Linked DNA regions of Mus musculus: region 2 is linked to region 1. Evidence: chromatin contacts called from public Hi-C data. All regions are on one chromosome and are shown on one strand. Each heading gives the region's core, a stretch centred on a gene start, on an enhancer-like site or on the middle of the called end of the contact. The rest is flanking DNA. Distances are from core to core; before and after follow the strand shown. Region 1 holds the start of Lypd1 (Ly6/Plaur domain containing 1). Region 2 overlaps Nckap5 (NCK-associated protein 5).

What was found. Hi-C and Micro-C count contacts between places; a contact is called where the count stands out from the background.
Region 2: a Hi-C map of cortical glia shows a contact between it and region 1, with 1.6 times the contacts expected there. The contact joins the enhancer-like site here to the promoter of Lypd1 in region 1. A contact is called at or near these places in 2 of 39 promoter capture datasets (3T3-L1-derived adipocytes and hippocampal neurons), 2 of 484 Hi-C or Micro-C datasets (the G1E-ER4 cell line and cortical glia) and 3 of 9 other capture datasets (adipose tissue, liver and pancreatic islet).

The regions. Positions count from the first base shown.
Region 1 is chr1:125,910,594-125,914,455 of GRCm38.p6, reverse strand. Lypd1 (Ly6/Plaur domain containing 1) reads left to right here and starts at 2,242. Exons shown (of 3, transcript NM_145100.4): 1 at 2,242-2,617. The coding sequence starts at 2,566. It overlaps Nckap5 (NCK-associated protein 5), which reads left to right. Exons shown (of 17, transcript NM_001081756.1): 17 at 1-820.
Region 2 is chr1:126,022,823-126,026,684 of GRCm38.p6, reverse strand. It overlaps Nckap5 (NCK-associated protein 5), which reads left to right. Exons shown (of 17, transcript NM_001081756.1): 12 at 1-2,409; 13 at 3,475-3,652. Among named protein-coding and RNA genes, the nearest start is that of Gm35562, 21 kb to the left of the region's middle. Within about 2 kb of position 1,999, at least 31 of the 459 cell types and tissues checked have an H3K27ac peak or open chromatin away from gene starts, as enhancers often do. A contact at or near this core is called in cortical glia, where this site is marked.

The DNA of each region.
Region 1 (3,862 bases), core at 993-3,492:
GAAACGATGCATTAAGTTCTAGAAGTTGATAATATATTTTTTAAAAACCCCAGCTGAAGATTTTGTGAACATAATCATCTTGGTCCTCAACTCATTTGTGCATATACTGTCAATGGAAGCGTGGGGCAGGCAGGAAAGCCAGAGGGGTGGAGGTCACCTGTTCTGAAGGTCTCTCTCGATTGGGTGGTCCACTTGCCACATTGTCTCGAGGAAGATGTGATGATATGGGTGTTCTGTTGAAGAATTAGAGTGTGAGCACTGATTAGATGGCACCAGATGATGCGGAAGGGAGCAGATCTTAGCAGGCTTCACTCCCAACCTCTTCTATCCTCTCCATTGTATTTCTCACAATTCTGAGTGTTTGCTGTTTTCTTTTTAAATTTCCCTGCTTTTATATTATTATTAAAACCTGGGTACTCTTTGCCATATCTTAAAAATAAATGAATGGTTGGTGCTATGAAACTTTCTTACTTTTTAATATCCTTTTTTTCTATTAAAGACTGTTTATATGGGAGGATAAATTCTATTTTAAAGGTTATGTGTATTTTTTCTAGACGTGAACTATTTATAATTCCTTCTGTACAGAAGCCTACAGACCAGGCAGACTAGAGCTATGTTTAGGATTTGTGTGGTTACCTTAGAACACTTGTATCTTTATAGAGTATTGTATGACCAGTGTTATTGTATTTGTGCAATTTGTTGTATTTGGATTTCATTACCTTAAATTCAAGCTGCGTGTAAAGTATCCTCCTTGTCTTTAGAAAAAATTCTTTTGTTTCATTTCATTTTGGAATAAAGGTCTTATCACAATTACACCCTATAAGAGCAGAAAAGAACTTTGTTCAGGGAGAGGTTGGTCCCGTGATTATTATAATTATGTCTCACGCTTGCTCTGTGGAGAGGTTTCCCTGAAAGAATAAATAAGCCAACCCTCTTGCTACTGTAATAGTAATTCGAACAATTGTTAAGATCCACACTTCAGACAAGCGAGTAATGGGCAAAGCATCCTTGTCTCCCCAAGGAGTTAACCAGCTAGAAATGAGGGGGAGGGGTGGGGGAGAATGAGCCTGAGGCAGCTATGGACCGATCTCTGCAAAGGAATTACAAGAAAGTCATTTATGCCTCTTTCAAACCTGCTCTGCTGGCAGGGTAGGGACATAAATGATCACATCCCAGCTGAGAGACCACTTCCCCTCGGGAGACCTCACAGGAGAGGGGTGATGCTTAGCCACGGGTTTCCACCGAATCTCCCAAATCCCAAATCAGGGGTGGGGGTGGGTGGAAATGCGCGGGGGTTGTGGGCGGGGGCACCAAGAGCTGCGACTGCCTGCTCTGTGCACAGCACAGTCTTCCACAAAGCTCCACCAGGAAGGCAAAATAACACCGTGGTGTCCCGGGAATACGCAAGGTGGGTCACTTAGAATTGTCAGAAAGGGGAGTAGTGGAGGAGGGAGGCAGCCTATGGCCAATTGGCCATGCTTTAGCGCTGTAAGGAGTGTATACCCATAGCTGGTGGCTTGGGGGAGCAGTCAGACCCATTTGCTTTTCAGTGAGAGCACAGATCCGGGTGTCCACTCCCCAGGTAGCTTTATTTCTGGGCTAGGAGACCGAGGCTGAGTCAATGCATCCCCCTGCGGTGCATGCAAGCAGGTGAGGAGATGGTGGTTGGGCTAAGCGAGCTAGCTGCGGTAGGGTCACCATCGTACTCGCAGGCATTCTGCTGGAAGACCCAGGTGGCCAGTGAGGTGGGTTTCTCTCAGGAAGAGGCGCGGCTGCGTCGGACACCCCAGGGAACTCGCTGCTCCGCAACTTTGCCAGGTGCTCAGAAACAGCCCTTCGCTTTATCCAGGGCAGTCACCCAGAGGGCCAGGGGGCAGCGAGTGATAGAAGACGCCGGGCTGGGTGGGCGAGACCCAATTGCAAGGGTACTGTTAGCACCGAAAGGGAACATAACACCTGGAAGGGAAGGGTACCGCAGCCTAGCACTCGGGTCTCCGAGTTCGCATAGGACAGGTCCTGATGGCACCTGCTGCGCCCTAGTCACCTCCTTATTCCTAACCTCTGTCAACACTACTCCCGAACCCAGCAGGCGCTCCTTTCCAAGGAACTAGAGGAGGTAGGCTAAAAGGGTGGCAGAAAGGGGTGGGGACAGTAGAGAGACAGTCCCAGCCTTCCCCGCCCTCCACCCCCACCACAACTCAGCAGCCGTCACGTGGTACCCGGAGTGGGAGGGGTGGGGGCAGAAGAGGCGAGACTTTTTTGGGTGCTCCGGATCGCCAGTAGTTCTTCAAGCCTCAGCAGCCAACTCCTCCGGAGGCGCTGCGCTCCGCCCCAGGGAGCGCGAATCCAAGGAGCCTGGGACCAGCCTCTGGGAGCCCCCGGCGCGGGCGATGCGGGCGCCGCGGGCGACACCTGCGGCTCCTCTCGGTGGCAGCCGTCGCTTGGGCGGCAGCAGCGCGAGCCTCGGCAGCCTCGGCAGCTACTGTCGCCGCGGCCAGAACAGCCTCCGCTGCGGTCGTGGTCTCTGATGCTCTTGCCCGCTCCCGGCCCTGCCGATCCGGGAGGATGTGGGTTCTCGGCATCGCAGCAACTTTTTGCGGATTGTTCTGGCTTCCAGGTAAGAAGATGAAGAGGCCAGCTGCCTGGCCAGACACGCTCCTGCTATCTCGCCAAGCGTCCCTGCTCTCAGCCCCAGTGCGCCCAGCTGTGGTCCGCGCTGCGCTGGGGCTACCCAGCGGGAGTTTGGTGCTGGAAACTGAGACCAAAGGCGCTAGACTGGGACGCTCTCCAAGTCCCGCGCTGCAGGAGAGCCGAGAGCGGCAGATTGGCGCGACTCTTGGCTGCAGCTGCGTGGGGTACACAGTCGGGGATACAGAGCTGGGATTGGGGAGGGTCCTTGAGTTGGGCGAGACAGGAAAAGGAGCGACAAGCCTCCAACCTAGTCAAGTTACCCAGTGTTTGTGGCCACCCAAGGGAGCGGCGACGCTGACAGGTGAGCGACTCGCCGGACAATCCTCTGCTGGGGGCGGGGGAGCAGCCCTTCCGGACTGAGTGAGCTAGCTGTGCTCTTCCTGCGATCGGTAGGGTGTTAGGAAGGGGCATGCGGCCCAAAGAGAAGCTCCCAGATCAGAGGAGAGCAACCAGGAAAATATGGTAAGTAACTGCTCCTGATCGCGGACTCTAAGCTATCAGAATTTTTTTCCAACAGCCATGTTTTTCAAAAAAAGGGGTCACAAGACAGGTCTAAAAGGGCTGCATTGTGGTGGTCCCTAAGCAGACGCGCACATCCAACGCAGGCACTCTCTCATTACATCCTCTCCAACCCTCAGCAGCAGCTGCCCCTGTCGCTGATCACAAGAAGGGAGCCTGAGCTGGAGGACTGAGCAGGGATACTTAGCATCCAGCACCTCCCCCCCCCCCCAGGTTGCAGGGTGGTCTCCAGGAAGCATCAGAGCCTCAGCCCATGAACGCTGACTTAAAAGATTAAATAAATAAAACCGAAAACGCGTCAGCCAATGCAATTATGAACGGTGCCAAAATAGTAATTAACCAATTTGTAGCCAATTAGTAATTAGGCTCAGACAGGAGCTCAAGCTTGTACCCCACTACTTTGATCTGGGATTTGAACTCTCACCGGTCTCTTTGCAACTTCTTGCGGAAAGGCCGGAGGGGTGTTATAGGAGCTGTTTGTGTCTAGAGAAGAAATGTAGGGTCTCTGGCAGGGCTTTATCCTCCTAGACCCTGGGAACTGATGCCGCCGCCCCCTGCTGGCTTCAGGCACCTCCAGCCTTCCTGAACATCAGGATGCAGAGCCCAGAAGCCCTTGTTGTCTGGGGCAGTACACGGTGATACCGGCCAGCCA
Region 2 (3,862 bases), core at 750-3,249, 110 kb before region 1:
TTCACCTCAGAAATCCAAACTTGTGGAGTCTATGCCCACCATGCTGGTCCCCTCCAGTGCCCTAGTGACTCCTGAAAAGACACCAGCATCCCCTATGGGGAAACTCTCACAATGTAGAAAGGCAGAGAGCCCTGGTTCTCTCTGTGATGTACAGCCAGAATCACACATTCCAAAACACCCTGCCCAGGTTCCTCATATCCCCAAAATTTCCAATAAGAAGAACTGGGTTCAGTGCCCCAGGAGTCAGACTTCAGGGATCCAGTCACGGCATCTCATGGGGAGAAGTGACAGTAGTGAAATGAGGTCCAATGGCTGTGTCTCTGCGCCACAGACAAGAATGAGGTCTCCCTCCCCTCCAACCCCTCCAGGGAGATCAGTGTCACTCCTGGTTAGACCCAGTTATGATTACCCACCACTACCATCACCTGCCAAACCTGAAACTCAGGGCCCTGGAGACGCTGTAAGTCCAGGGTTGAAATCCCCGCTGTTGAAAGGATCCTCTGCTCCTCTTGTCTCTTCCAGTCCAGTGATGTCAGAAATACAGAAGAAACCATCTGTGGCCTCCAGAAAGTCTGCCTTCCCTCCAGCTCTTCCCTCAACCCAAGCGGTAGTGCACACCAGATACCCTGAACACATAGCCTCCAGTCCATTTGCTGTGACGACTTCAGGGCCCCCAAAAGTCTCTCCAAAAAGAGGCATCCCTAAACCTCCCCCTCACCATGCACTAGGAACTGCCCACATGGACACAGACTTACAGACACCCAAGACTTGTCCTTCAAGCTGTGAACTGCTAGAGGTGACATCTTGTAAAAGCCTGTCTCCAGGGAGAAAAAGACAGTTGAGTGACAGCACTGTGATGCCCCACAGGCCTTCCTTCTCAGGAGTGAATGAGTCCTTGACACCTCAGGTTAACAGTCCATCCTCCTCTTCCTCATCCTGTAGAAACCAAGGGTCCTCACAAGGTGGCCAGAACTCTCCCGAGAAAGGACCTAAAACTCGCCTCCCAGTAGGACTCAAAGTTCTCATGAAGTCTCCTCAGTTGCTCAAGAAAACTTCCTTGGTACCAGGGAAACAAGAAAAGGATAGTTTAAATGAAGCATCTCGAAGCTGTGTAGCAGCAAACACGTCTAATCCTGAGGACTCCAAAGACCCTGCAAGTCTGGAGACCTCAAGAGATGAGAGAACCACAGCCTTACTAGGTGTGAGAGGTCCCGACAGTCTAGCTAGAGGACTTGCCTTAGACTCAACAATGCCAGAATCGTTAGAATGTAGCATCTCCAGAGATGATGGAAGAGATGGGGCAGACAGCAGAGCCATAAAAAGATCCTTCTCCTCCAGCAAGCCACACCTAAAGCCTGCTCTAGGCATGAATGGAGCCAAAGCTCGGAGTCAGAGCTTCAGCATCCACTTGGGAGAGAAGCCTTCCACACCCCCAACAGAAGGGCCAGGCAAGATTCGAACTCAGATTATCACCAACACGGCTGAAAGAGGCAACTCCCTCACCAGACAGAATATCTCAATGGAAGGGTCCCCAAGCAAGACCCCCTCTGTCTCAACATCTGATAATCTGCCCAATGCTGGAAGGCCCCTGGGAAACCCCTTTTCCAGGCAGAGTTCTCTCTGTAGCACCGGAAGTTCTAGCAGCCAGCACGGAAGCCCAAGCAAGTTACCCTTGAGGATGCTCACAAGGCCGGAAGGACTCCTCACTCCTGGAGTGGAAGACCAACGGCTCTCTACTCAGGAAGAGTGTCCTGAAAGAGGTGTACATGAGCAATCTAGCAGTGACCACCATAGGCATCCATCTCCTCTTTCAGACTGCCCTCAGTTCCTGCACGTTCCAGGGAGGATGCAGCGCCCAAGCAATTTGGAAACAAGTGGGATATCTAAGCTAGAAACTTCTGGAAGGCATCCAGATGCTTCTTCAACTGGGACTAGTGTCGTGAGCCCAGAAGCCCCCCTCTCACCCTCCATCGAAGAAAAGGTCATGTTGTGCATTCAGGAGAATGTGGAAAAGGGCCAAGTGCAGACAAAGTCTGCCTCTGTGGAAGTGAAGCCCAGGGCAGGGCCTTCGTTCACCAGCTGGTTTGGTTTTCGAAAGAGCAGGCTTCCAGCTCTCAGTAGCAGGAGAATGGAAGCTTCCAAGAGTAAAGTGGAAAAGAAAGACACAAAACTGAAATCTGAGAGGAAAAAAGAAAAGAAGAAAGCTGAAGTACAATCAAAGATAGAAAACGAACTGAGTAGGGGGACCAAGAAGGCAGATGGTCAGAGTCCAGACGATGGTCTGCAAAGCTCAGAGAGTCTGAAAGTATCCCAAGACATTTATAACCAAATGAAGTTGGAGCCAAGGAATAGACCCAGCCCTGCTGTGTGCCCAACAAAAGATGCCTTCATGACAGAACTTCTAAACAGGTAAACACATGTGAACGGAGAAGGGCAATGTAGAGGGGTCTCCCTGCTCCCCCAAACCCAAGGAGAGCTGTTTACTTCCTCATCATTAAATACCAGCCAAGCATAATCTCTACACACGCAGAGACTATAATCCCTTATACATTAGCTATAATTTAAACAGTGAAATAAAAGTTAGCTATAAAATGATAATTTAGTTCATGTTCCTTTCTTAACCAAGCCAATGGTCTTTGAAATTAAAGAATAGTGAGTTACATCCAGGTTGATAGCAATTCAACCCACACCAGGAACCATGAATGTATCCACATTGCATGAAATGGAAGAAAATTACACACACGTTTGAAAGCATGCCGATTTCATTGATCGCGCTGAGCAAATGTATACTTAGAACTTTCCAGAAGTAATTACTTTTCCTGCCGATCTTAAGCCAGAAATGTATTTAGCAATCACCCTTTGGCGTTTTATATTCTGTCCCTCCCCAAAAGCAATTATAAAAATAAAATAGAGGCTATGGAGAGATGGCTCAGTCAGTAATATGCTGACCTTACAAGCATGAAAACCTAAACTCCATCCTCAGAACCCACATAAACAAAAGCCAAGCATGGTGGCACAGTCTTGTGCTCCTATTGCAGAGGCCATGGAGACAGACAGAGCCTTGGACTTCTCTGGCCAGCCAGAATAACCTACTTGGAAGTTCCAGGCCAATGAAATATTTTGTGTCACAAACACCTAAGGAATAACACACAAGAAGACATCTTTTACCTTACACACACACACACACACACACACACACACACACACACCAGTGCACACAAGCCTGTTTCTATGTGCACACATTTAATAAACAGTGTAATGAAGTAAGTTATTATCCTTGCAAATCTAAGTTGACACACTAGTGAAATATTTGAAGATATTTTTGCTCAAGGCTAGAGAGAGCAACACTTATCATTGAAAGGTTTAAAGACAAAGAGGCACGCTGAGGTTACCTTAAACATTAAAGGGCTGGAAGAGGAGTGTGATTGAAAACGGCCGATGTAATTTATCAGAGGAATCACTTTCTACCTGCAGAGTTGATAAGAGAGCCTCGGTACAGAGAGAGAGTGGATCAAAGGGTGTTTCCTGCAGGAGCGTGTTAGAGGGCACCTCCCAGGGCTCCTGTTTCGCCAGCGGCTCTGTGAGCACTCAAGGAAGTCAAAAGAAAAACATCAAAACCAAAGTCGATATGGAAAAACCAAGAGAATCCTTGGTAAGCACTTTGCCACGCTGGCTGAAAAACACTTGATTCGGGATGTTCTGGTAAAGTAGGGTGGTGCCAATCTGAGAAAAGACTGTTTATAATATGTAGACTGTGCTTTTTTATATTAATCTCTTCTTCCCTCCCTATTTTCTCCCTCTTTCCTCTCCTCCTCTGTGTATATTTATGTATGACTAGCAATGTCTCACATGTGTGGAGGTC